2 separate regions of the Danio rerio genome follow, and region 1 is linked to region 2. A link is a contact called in public Hi-C data. All regions are on one chromosome and are shown on one strand. The core of a region is the stretch at or near the end of the contact, and the rest is flanking DNA. Distances in the headings are between cores, read along the strand shown.

What was found. Hi-C and Micro-C count contacts between places; a contact is called where the count stands out from the background.
Region 1: a contact with region 2 is called in a Hi-C map of fibroblasts, with 5 times the contacts expected there. The contact joins the enhancer-like site here to the promoter of znf516 in region 2. A contact is called at or near these places in 8 of 18 Hi-C or Micro-C datasets (caudal fin, embryo, fibroblasts and 2 more) and 1 of 4 datasets of contacts at active chromatin or transcription factors (caudal fin).

What each region holds. Positions count from the first base shown.
Region 1 is chr19:24,209,132-24,215,835 of GRCz12tu, forward strand. No RefSeq gene overlaps it. Among named protein-coding and RNA genes, the nearest start is that of mbpa, 23 kb to the right of the region's middle. Within about 2 kb of position 4,765, at least 2 of the 62 cell types and tissues checked have an H3K27ac peak or open chromatin away from gene starts, as enhancers often do.
Region 2 is chr19:24,116,709-24,123,187 of GRCz12tu, forward strand. It overlaps znf516 (zinc finger protein 516), which reads right to left and starts at 2,958. Exons shown (of 4, transcript NM_001159669.1): 1 at 1,242-2,958. The coding sequence starts at 2,958.

The DNA of each region.
Region 1 (6,704 bases), core at 3,515-6,014, 94 kb after region 2:
TCCTCACAATCACTGCACTATTTAACATTTGCACATTTAAAAATGGCACATGTCCATTGCACAACATTGCACTGATTGATTTATTTGAACTGTACATATCCACTGCACATGGACATTTGTAATTATGTACACACCCGCTGTACATATACATTTGTAATTATGTTTATCTATCTACACACTTCTGATTATTAATAGCAACCTGTACTTATAATCATTTATTGTAAATCTCTGTTCATAGCTAATACAACTTATATATAATGTTCATAGTACATCCAGCTGTAAATATCACCATAGTTTTTCTATAACTGCACCTTATAACTAATACCTGTATCCTGCACTTGCTGCTATTGCACTGCTGGTTAGACAGACTGCATTTTGCTGCCTTGTACTTGTACATGTGTGATAACAATAAAGTTGAATCTAATCTCATCTATTCTACAATATACAGCTTCTATTATATAAACCATTTCTTTGTGGTCATGGCATTGACCCATGAATATTTTCTTGTTTGTTATCAAACTATTTCAAACCTAACAAGAGGCAATTTAGTCATAACTGGATAAAACAGCTATCATAACATTATTTATCAATATGTGGTTCTATTTGGATTCTCGGAAGCTATAGAAATGAAAAATGTAAAACAGGAAATTTGTTGGGACTGTTGTTTTTGTATACATCCCTCGATAATAAAATTGGATTGGGCATATTCTTTAACTATATATATATATATATATATATATATATATATATATATATATATATATATATATATATATATATTTTTTTTTTTTTTTTTTTTTAAATATCTTTTATAAAGTAAAAATTTAATGAAATAATGCCTTATATAAAAACTGGAATATAAATAAATTGCTTAATATTTAAATCAAAAGGTGAAAATGTAAACATCTAAAAGAAACCAAAACTGACTAATGATGCTAAACTACTTTCTGCTACATAAAATGCTTTATTGCTTGACATAAAGAATTTATTTAAAAAAATGGATAAAAAAACTGAAATGGCTTTTTATTTTAAAGTTAAAAAAAAATAATAATAAAATAAAAAATCTTAATTTTTAGTTTCACCCAAAATGTAAAAAACAAAAAAACAAAAAACAGTATGTAGCTTAAAACGTTACAATGTTATTGTAATCCAGACATGATGTTAGACTGTTATCTGAATTTTGATTTAAAATTGGTATAATACATATTTTAATCTAACATTTATTCTAAAAACTTACGCTGTGAAACATGCAGGGTTCCACACAATTCCTTCATCTTGTCTCAGCACAAACTAATTAAGTTAACTTAATAGCTTTTACAAATTTAAGTTGATTAAACATAAAACAATTCGTTTATCCCACAAAACCCCTCAATAATTGTGTTGATTCAGCTCATAAATAAGTAGCTTGAAGAAGCCGTTATGTGAACGTACACTGTGAAAAATTGCTGGATTCCACACAATTTGTGTTGGGACAACATGAAGGAATTAAGTTGACATAGTTGTTTTTAAAAAATAAGTGGACTGAAAACAATTAAGTTGTCCCAACAAAATTTCAAGAACTGTGTTGTTTCAGCTAATTTTATATGAACTGTTTTAACAAGCAACAAAAAATGTTATTTTATTTATTTATTTATTTATTTATTTATTTATTTATTTATTTATTTATTTATTTTGTATAGGCTGTTAAATATTGGAAATATTATTTTTTTACTATTGTTTTTTTTTTAAATATTACTTTAGCACCTTTTGTACTAAGATCTATGCTATAATAACAACAACAGCAAACACGTTTTTGTTTTTTTAAGTTAGTTTTTTTTCCCGGATACATTTTTCAGGACAAATGTTTCCCAAGCTATACCGACTCCAAGCGAGCATTATAAAACGCCATAATTCATGTTTACATTAGCAGCTTCCACGCTCTCCTTTTAAACATGCACGTCACAATTACGCCAACAGAGAGCAGTGTTTCGCTTTTTTTAGAACACCTGTTGCCATGCGCTACAGAATAATGGATTTACGTTAACATGGGATATAGATATTCCAAGAACAGATCAAACATTTTCTCTTCAAAGGAGCCACTGGCACATCCTCCTCTTTCATGGCTAGATCACGCATGGTGTTTTTACTATTTATTTGGACTCTGAGGGGAAAAAATGTGTGGGATCATGTTCAAAGAATCGTACGTGGCATTCTCGGTTATACAATGAAAAGTCCATTTGTGAACCCTTCAGGTCCCAAGAGTGTGTTTGAAGTCATAAAATATTACGTGATTGTGAGTGAAGTATTCACGTGATCATTCGGGCGCATTCGTTTAGTTTATGTTGTACATTCGTTTAGTTATTGTGTTTTGCGGTTATTTCATTTTAATATAAGAAGATTTCTTAATGCTGTTTGAATTAGACATGTGCGTTTCTTTGTACAAAGTAGGATATGGCCAGTGTCGTTTCATTTGGTATTTTAAATAATTAATGATTTTTGTTCCAGTTCAAAACGAGTCCGTTTAGACACCTTCCAGGCAAGTTTTACATGTAGGCTATTTTAATGAGAGAAGACATCTTTAGTGAGGATTAAAATACCACCTTGAATCACTTTTTTTCAGTGCAGGACATTCTCAACAAGCTTGTGGGGTTTTAATCAATCAAAAATCTATTTTGGTTATAAAATCAATTATTTGAAATGCTTCAAATATGTGAAAATATACCATTTGAGTAATGCTAGCATTATTTTAAAGTTAGCGTAATGCAAAACGTAATTTTAAAGCAACACAGCCACACACACATGCACACATCTCGATGGTGTGGGTCTCATACACTCTCAGAAAAAAAAAAATACAATGTTGTACCAAAGAAGGTACAAATCCTTGTCACTGGGGCAGTACCTTTTTATGAAACAGAATTGTACCTTAAGTCAAACAAACACATCTGTATCATTGCAGTCCGTACCTTTAAGGACATGATTTGTACCATGGGAAACCAAAATGTTCCTTTGGTTTTTAAAACCTGCAGATACAATATTGTATTGATCAAAGGTACAAATGTGATCCATGAAGGTACCACTACAGTGACAAGACACTTTTGTATCTTTACAGTGTCAAATGTGTTCTTTCAAGAACTATTAAAAGGCATTTTACTTTATCCAAAATGTGTCAATTTCATTTATTCATTTTTTTGTCGGCTTAGTCCCTTTAGTAATCTGTGGTCGCAACAGCGGAATGACCGCCAACTTATCCAGCAAGTTTTTACGCAGTGGATGCCCTTCCAGCCGCAACCCATCTCTGGGAAAATGTGTCAATTTATTTTCAGTAAATATAAAACATCAAATACATTTTTAAACAAATGCACATTTTTTAAAATCTTTTTGTGTGAATGCACTTTTCTATTTACAATAAAGAATAAAAAATACATTAACATCAATCAAAATATAAGTTTTTTTTTTTTGCTAAATATTTCACAAAATTTTTTACAAAAAAATTACAGAAACATTCTCCATTTACTATATAAAACATTTATTTTTCCAAATTTTACATAATAATTTTGATATTTCTTAAAAGTAATTTAAATTACTTAATTTTAAAATAAAATGTATTTAATTAGGAATGCTTACCAAATGTTTATTTAAAATGCCTTAAATGTTTAGTTTACAATACTTTTGTTTTATCAGTAGTTATCAGTAGTAGCATAGCCCTACACCGTGGCTGTCGGCGTCGCTGAAGTGCACCTCTCAAAAAATTTAACTACACGTTGCAACGACGCGTAGCACAAGCTCTGTGATTGGTCGGCTCGGTAGTGCTGACGAGTCTGGTTGGGACCGAGACCCGCACGAATTGCGCGAGCCCAATGGAGCGATTGTTTACAAGTGTGGAGTCCCGTGAAGGAGCTCCGGATGGAAAGTTTTGTTTTGTGTATACCTCATAGTTAAAGTTGTTGCACATCCACCGGTTTCTGCCTCAAAATGAGCGAGTTTGAGCAACTTGTACATTCAGGAAGTGTTCAGGAAAAGCAAAACACCAGCGAAGAAACTCAACACAGAGGAACATTAACACATCACTGCTAACTAGCGTTTCGGAAGTGTTAATGCAGACCAACAGAGACAGCGCGCAAAAGTATAAATGCACAGCTACGCGCGTTGCATGCGCCGTGGGTACGACGGTCACTTGACGCAGAAGTATAAACCAGGCTTTAGCTGCTACTATGTCAGCCAGGATTTTCTTGGGATTTTCAACCAGGTGTAGCTCAGGAGTCTGGGCTGGCCACTTTATTCACTTTTATACACTCTTTGGGTTTAGTCTTTCCTCAGTTTGAAAATGAACTAGATGTTTTAAACTAAATGTGAATGTTTCCAATTACCTACTATATGACTCATTCACTGAGTCACTCATTTACTCACCGACTCACTGATTTACTGGTTCAATCAGTCACTGCTCACTGACTCACTCACTCACTCACTCACTCACTCACTCACTCACTCACTCACTCACTCACTCACTCATTCACTCACTCAGACTCACTCACTGACTGACTCACTTAATGACTCACTCAATCACTGACTCAATCAATCACTGACTCACACAATTACTGACTCACCCACTAACTTACTTACTGACTCACTGACTGACTGACTCACTCACTGACTTACTCACTCAATGACTTACTCACTTACTGACTCACTCCACTAGTCACTGACTCACTCACTTACTGGCTCACTCACTGACTCACTCACTAACACACACACTGACTCACTCAATCAGTTGCTCACTCAGACTCACTGACTTTACTGACTGACACACTCATTCAATGACTCACTCACTTACTGACTCACTCACTCACTGACTCATTCAATCAGTCACTCACTAAATGGCCGAATCACTCACTTAATGACTCACTCACTTACTGACTCATTCACTCACTCATCCAATGAATCATTTACTGACTCACTTAATCAGTCACTGACTGACTGACTCACTCACTGAATCACTCACACTCTCCTTTGGCCAATTCCCTGATTTATCAGGCACATGGTTTACTGCCAAATTCATGTTTGTAACTGTTCCAGACCTAAATAAATTAAATGTACTTTAATGAGAAAAGTGAACTTTGCATAACATCAACAAAGATTAGTCTTATGAAGATGCTGAAGAAAGATTGAGTGACTCCAGGTCTTTCCGTCCAATATCTTTTAAACATCAAGTCACTGCATGTTGAGATCCTTACCTTGTTTAGGACTGGACTGGTGAGAGATTCCAGCTGTAGTGTTGAACCGATTGACATTCTCTGCATTGTTCTTTCCTGTTTTCTATTAGATTTTCATGGATGTCCAGCCTTCTGGTGGAATTTAAATGATTAAATGACATTTTAGCCTAATTCTGTGGAACAACCAATACATATGGCTGAAAGAGTTCTTTGGCCTTTTTCGGGCCCAGTTATTGGAATCATTTTGGCTTGAGACTTCTGGTCTCATTCACTTTCATGGTTTTTTAGAAGTGATAACTGTAAAGGAAACTGACAGTTAGGAAAGTTTGTCAGATAATTGAGGAATTAGATTAAAACCAATAACTGTGAAAATCTGAAAGAGTTCTTTTATTTTGGTCAGTCTTGTTCTTAATACGTCATATAGAGTTTCATATATTCTGTGCTTCAGAATATATGCTTAAAATGGCTTGTTTGCTAATTTAAAAATAACTTCAAATAGGACAGCTGTGAACTTGATGTTTAGGACATTGTAGGTTCTCTAATTCTAATCTCCAATTTATATATCATTACACTCAATGGACACATATCAACATGATAGGTGAATTTCATGATATGAAATTTGTATATTGCTATAACGTTTACTGCTGTCTCATTGCTGTCATTCTCTGAATCACACATTTAATACTGTTGATGGTATCTGTGCATAGTGGATTTACTTTCGTTGTCTAATCAAGGAATTATATACATGCGGGTATTTCCCATATGTAGATTATAGTACTGAATTACAGCTCTTGTACTGTACAAGTGCAGTTCAATTAACAGCAACTGTTGTTAATAAGGGCTTAATAATTTGTAAACTTTTGTTAAGCTTTGTAGCAAATTAAATGAGTAGCATTTGTGAGATCTATCAAATCTAGGGTTAAATCTTTTTGCTAATGTGTACTCACTGACAATTGGTGCAAAAGTATTTTGAAACAATTTATGGACATTTACAGCGACCTTTCAAGAGACCTATTTTCTAAGGGCATTTCAAGTGAAAGCTCTAAGTGTCTGTCCATCTCGTACACAATTGACCAGGATGAACACCATGCAAAGGTCACGGCAATTCTTCTGCTAACATTCACTCCAGGGAGAATCTCCTAAATAAGTAATTTTCTTTCTCTACTCTTACTCTTTCATTTCAGTGTTTAAAGTTCAACACAATACAATGGCCAGCTGGCATGGCATGCAATTTGACTGTCTTATTTCAAGTGTTTGGTTAGGAGGAAAGGTAAAATCTTTGTAAACATACTTATCCATTAACATAATTACAGGTGGTTTGTCAAGACCACTCACCTGAATATATATATATGTATATATATATATATATATATATATATATATATATATATATATATATATATATGAAGAGTTCTGATATACTAAACGGCATTTCCATCAAAAATGAGCTAATGACTGTCATTTGTCAATGTCAATGTAATTTTTTTTTGCTTCAAATCATATCAATCGCAGCAT
Region 2 (6,479 bases), core at 1,708-4,207:
GTATAGTATTTTCATGTGGTTTTAACATTGTGTTTTAAATAAAGCTCTGCACTTAGAGAGGGAAAGTGGGAAAAAAAAGACACAAATCTTTAGAACTTGTCTTCCTGAGACAGGAAGTGCAGAAATAGCATCATGCAAAGAGGGCTGGACAGCTACAGCCACAAGCTAAAAATGTAACAATTCAGAGCCTGGTTTTGCACTTTGATAACTAAAAAACGTTCTTTAAAGATCCCACAAAGGCCGTGATCTGAGTATGGGAGGGGGGCGAGAGAATTGGGTATCAAAGGACAGGAAACAGATGCAAAGGGCTATGAACTAGTGACACAATGTATTTTAACAAAACAATCCCAGTCCCTATAGTGGTACACTTTCATCAAGTGTATTTTTTTATATTGGAGGTTATAGTTAAAAGGAATATTTGTGTAAACCATTTTAAGAGCAATGCAAAAACCCTACAGCGTAAATGTACATTTAGATGTGCTGCAAGATTTGTCCACAAGGTGTCTCTGTCTCCCCTAATTTAAACGTAAACTAAAACAATATATCAAATTGTGTCTAGTAAGCCAGTCAATCTCATATCTTATTCTTGGCGATCTGCCTTTAGTTCCTGATAGCATTCCTTCCAGGGATTTGCTTTTGTTCAGCTGTATTTTATTAAAAACTCCATAGGATGGTCTATCTTCAAGAGTAGGAAAGTAGTATCGACAAAAGCTTAACGTAATTTCTAAAGTGACTGCAGCAAACCTTTAGTGAATCATTATTTCTGATTAGGTTCTTGTTTACAAATTCTTGGGAGCACTGTCATGCTGTTAGTGTAGTTAATTCAGCATGAGTATATTTAATTATAATTGTCAATTAATTAAATCAATTAATTACATTTTTAAGGTTCACTCAAAAAATCAATTGCAGGCAGGTGTTGAGCAGTGATGGAAGAGAAAATGAAGTATCCTGGCACAAAATCTATATAAATAGATGATCAACAAAAATATTCAAATGATAAAATTACATTTCTTTAAGTATATTTAAACATCTGCCCAATGTAACAATAAAACCCCTTTCAGATTTTGAGCATCCACACAGCATTTCATTAATGATACTGCCTGCTCAAAGTGTTTGTTGAAAGCTTAATGATAGTTTATGATATGCAAACAAGTTTCACTTGAAGTTTTTGTCAAATTTGTGTAAGATTACTCAATCTTTGAGTTTTCTATATTTGTAAAAACAAGAAGGGATTCCCTTACCTGTGTCCCCCAAGAACCCAGCCCGTCTTTGATCCCTGAAGTGTCCTGCAGATTCCCCTGTTTTAGATGGGCTAGACGTTGTTTTGCGGAACAGTCCATTTCCACCAATGGTTTCACCCAAGCCACCATGTCTGATGAGCATGTGGATCACCATCTGTTGCTGTGTGCGGAAGCCCTTTCCACACTCCAAGCACTCTGAAGTTTTCTGGGAATTTTTACGGCTAGGGCGAGAAGTAGGGCGATACTCAGAGTCACTCAGATTTTCAGGGCTTCGCTCACCTGTTGAAACATGGCTGTTCTTTTCTCCATTGCTGTGCTGATCTGGAGTGCAGCCTTGGGTAACAGCCCCTCTCCGTTTCTTGGTTGGGATACTCACAGTGGAATCAAGTGATTTCTTCCGCTTGTCCTGTCTGAGTAAGACATACTCGCCTTTTTCCCTGTCGTATGCTACATCCGCATCAGCTAACCTTTCTTCCCAGCCCTGGCTTCTCTCTGTTACCTCCACCAATTTGCCTCTTGTTGCCAGTTGCCAAGCTTGGTAGCTGCTTACAGGATCAAGCTCTGGGATTCTTTTCCCTATGGTTCCCTCACTAGGGTTCTCAATATTTCCTGCAGGTTTCAAGTTTAGGCATTGCAGGAAGCTTGTCTTGGTGACAGATGGAAAGTTGTTTTCATTGCAGTTTTTGTTTTTAAGAGGCTGCTCAATATTTTTGTGAACCTGCTCATGCAATTGCAAGCTTTTGCGGTCATGGAAGAAGTTACCACACTTGGCACAGAGTTCATACAGACACACTTCATTCACCAAGTTGGACTCGTCCTGCGCCACCTCGTTGACAGTGGCCGGAAGGTAAGAGTTACTCCTTGGTTTTACCTTGGTGTTGTGGGTCTTCATGTGACTACGTAGGAACCAGGGCTCACGAAAACGACGTCCACAGATCCGGCACCCATGATCCATACTGTTCTGATGTTTCTTCATGTGAGTTTTTAGACACCAGGCTTGGGTGAAAACCTGGTCACATTGCTCACATGGGAACTCGCCTTTACCAAGTATACCATCAGTTTCTTCGCTGGTAGACACTTCTTTGGTGATAGATTCCTCATCACTTGGATGATCCTTCTCAACGTGAGCCTGCAGTTGGTCCTCCTGCTGGGTCTCATAAGGGCACAGTTCACATCGCAAGACCTTGTGAAGCTCCTGCATATGCTTTTCAAGCTCTGCCTGACCGGACAATCTTTTCCTGCACAAAGAACACTGCACTGACTGTTTACCACTCTCACCAGGGATTCTTTCCTTCTTTCCACTTTTCTTCCTCATTTTGGTTGCATCCTCACCACTCACAACCTTGTTGCAAGCCGAGGTACTCTCAGTTGGACTAGAGCAACTACCTTGATCTTCTGGCACCCCTCCTTCCTTTTCCCCTTCCTCGTCCATATCTTCCTCCTCGCCCCCGCCACTCTGGCTAAGACCATCCAGTTTGTGGCTGCGTATGTGGGCCTTTAAGCTGCCCTTTTGGGCTGAGCGGTGCTCACAATGAGGACATTTGTAGGGTTTCTCCCCGGTGTGCTTTCTCATGTGCTGGGACAATGAGCTGAGGAAAGGAAAACTTCTTCCACAGAGTTCACAAGTGTGTCCCCGGCTCTTCTTGACATCAGGGTTGTCATGGCCACCCTTGGAGAAGGGCTCTTGTTCTGAGACTTCTGGCCTTTCCACCTCCATTTCAAGGCTTGAAATTTCCACTGAGCTGCTATCTGTTGTCCAATTTATTAGATTCTATTAAGTCTGTCTCGCCTGTAGTCATTCGGTCTGAGTAAAAGTTCTCTTTGTCAAACGTGTCATTGTTGGAAATTCTGTGTTGACAGTGTTGGTTTTGTCTGGAATATGTCTGGAGCTTTTTCTCCAATGAATCATCTTACCAGCTGAGGGTTTGCTTCATTCTGGTCACCTGAGAGGAAATGGAGACAGAAAAGAAACAAATTTGAGAACAAGGCTTGCAAATTAGAAAAAAAATGGTTTATTCATTAATCTATTTAGTCTATGTGAATGAACAGTTACAAGCAAATGAAGGACATGCGCATTTTTGTTTAGAAAAATTACTGTCTGAATCAATCTTTTTATAAATCATGTTCTGTTATGAATTAAGTGTTGTTTCCAAAAGCTGTAGAGATACATATCTTTAGAAGGAGAGAACTTAGGTCCAGTGTTTCAGACAACCCCCAGCTAACAGAGTTCTTTTATATAATGTCATCTGACAGTCTTTTGTTCAGTCCAAACTATTCGTTTAAGGCAGGATCCATACTGCATAGCTGAATACAGCAGACATAGTACATTGAGTTTTATGCTCTGCACCATTTACAAGTGAGTGGGAGAGGGACAAAGAGACAAAGGGAGAGAGACTGCTGATGTCCTCATTTAAGAGTCAGAGAGAACCACACATCTTAAAGCATTGCTTAAACTCACATTTTACCCAAAATGATTATTGTAAGAAGACATTGAATAGAGATACAGTGAATACTCTGCTCAATACAACAACAAGCAGGGTATTAATTGTTGCAAATCTACAAAAGCATACACACCCAGTCCAGAATCAGGATTTCCTGCCATTCTTTTTTTTTGCATTCAATTAAATCTAAACATAGTAATCATTCTTTTCATTTTGGCAATCTTAAAATTGGTTATTCCAGTCAATGTTTTTATTTATTCTAATATTGACCAGTGTGTTGGCTAGTTTGTGCACTTTGTGACAGAAAAAAATACATATAATCATACAAACTCTACTCTATAGTAGACACTATAATAGGGAACTAGTAGGGAATAGTAGGAAACTTAGTAATGTTAGGAAATTTTGTCAAAAGAATTTAAAATTGTATTAGTATTATTAATAATATTTATGCAATGTTTTGACATTTTTCACTTTAATAATTAAAGATTAATTGTTCATGCTTAAATTTAACTACAATTCTGTATATCTGTGTTACAGCAGATACCCAATGTGGTCGTATACAACATGTGCCCCCATATGTGAGCAATATCACACGAGTAGCAGTGCGATAAGGCTATATATCTGCACTGGTGGGAAGCGTGCATTGCGTCTTAGTGTCCCAGCAGTGATTACAACTGTTTAATGGCATAATCGTGCATATAAAAAAAGAGAATCAAACACAGTGCGCCTAAAAATCCTTTTGTATGTAGAACTACTTTCTTCCGTCATTTCTTCCTTTCATTCAGTTGATGTCAAAACAGCTACACCAATGTAATTTTAGAGCTAGTATTTGAATACATATCTTGCATAATATCGAAAATGATGACAAATCAGGTTTTATTTTATTATATATAAATCCCATCTCCCATATAATCAAGTATGTATATAAGTGTTTGGGTGAATCTTTGCCTGAAGGACAACACTAAGTCTCAGTTAGTCTTCTCTCATATTCGGTTTGAGCTGTAACTGTCCGCTCAGTCCTAAATTCATTGTGTGTACATGTGTGGATGTGTGCGTGTGTGTGCTGAGCCGTAAAGACACTATTCAGTGTTGGGAAAGAGAGGGGCCAGTTGGGATAGACCCTGAGGGCCGCTCTCTCTCTCTCTCTCTCTCTCTCTCTCTCTCTCTCTCTCTCTTTCTCTCTCTTAACAATCAATAATCCATTATATACCAACTACATTTCACCACTGGCCCAGCATCCCCCTCACACAAACACACTCATTCTAACGCACAAAAAGCACTCATATCTCCACAGTTCATCTTTTACGGTAAGTTAACTTGCTGGGCTATAAAATGGCAGGTAAGAAATTTAAAGTGCAGATGTTTAGGAAATTGGAAGTTTTCCTAGAGGTCCCATCATCCATTTACCTCGGCTTACATCCAGTGTTTGCCTACTTATCTGGGTTATTTCCTTTGATTATTTGATTTTGTATGTTGGGTAGCGTGTAAACAGCGTAGCCGCAATGACAATGGAATTGATGAGGTGCTTAACCGCATAATAACGGAACTGAACATGCTGAGCTGGTAATGAATAGTGGTTTGCTGTTTGGCAAACCAATGAGCTGAGCATTAAATCACCGTAACTATGATACAGAGAGGTTTGGGAGATGTGTAAAGACACACTACACACACACACACATATATATATGTATATATATATATACACGTCAGCAGTGGGGTTATTATTGAAACATGGCTGTTCTCAGAGGGCTTACCTCAGCTCTGCTGACCTACTTATCCCCAGACAGTTCATCTCATCTTGTAGCTCCATCAATGCAGGATCAGTGCATTTTTCAAATTGAGTGGTGTGTGTGTATGTGTGTCAGTGCGCGTGTGTGCACTCAAATCCTAAACCAAATTGTGCATTTTGTCCAAACGCACAGAGACAGTTACCAACCACTAACAGGCATCAGCTCTGACAAGAGAAGATGGAAGAGCTTAATTGGCTTTTGTTCTTGCTGTGATTTGACAGACAGCAGAAACATTACTTGTATTGTTTATTTGTTTTCTACTTAAAACTATAACTTTTTTAAGGTTTTTAATTCATAACCTGCCCTAATACAAACAAACAAAGCATAACTTTTATATGAACTGATTTCAGGTTTTGATTTTCACTTCTTGCACAAATTATATATACATATAAACTATCATTATTGGAAAACTCACATAGGAGCATATTGTCCATGGTCTTACTATCTTTTTTTAAACTTGGTGAATCCCCCCAAACTACAATCTCATTGTGCTTCTCGCACCAGAACTGTCACAACAGCTCATGTCTATACCTCCTCTGAGCGGCGGGGAGTCCAGCATGGCCATTGTTGAATGCAGGGGTCCATCCTACGCTAGCGGCCTGTCTGAAGCACGTCTGGTTGGGGAAGACAAAAGGAAGACCCTCCCGGTCCCATTTCAGAGAAGATCCTGCTTGGTACCCTCAACTGCTGATTACAGCTGCATAAAAGGGGGACCCTTGTGCGAGTTTGCGAATACAAGCAGGATAGCAGGTGCTGAGGCTAACATTGTCATGTTAAATTACGGGAAATATTCTGGTGTGTACAAGAGGATTAATGCCCCCAGGTTTGAAACCGAGGAACGAGAGAAGCCAAGGAGAAACAGGTTTAGTTGGAAATCCAACATGAAATGTCAAGTCCTGCAAAGTTAAAGTCTGTGTAATGAGGAATGCAAGTACAGATGTGGTCATACGATAAAAAACCAAACGGAGAACAGGCACAAACGTTTCCATTCAGCTGAAATGCAAAGC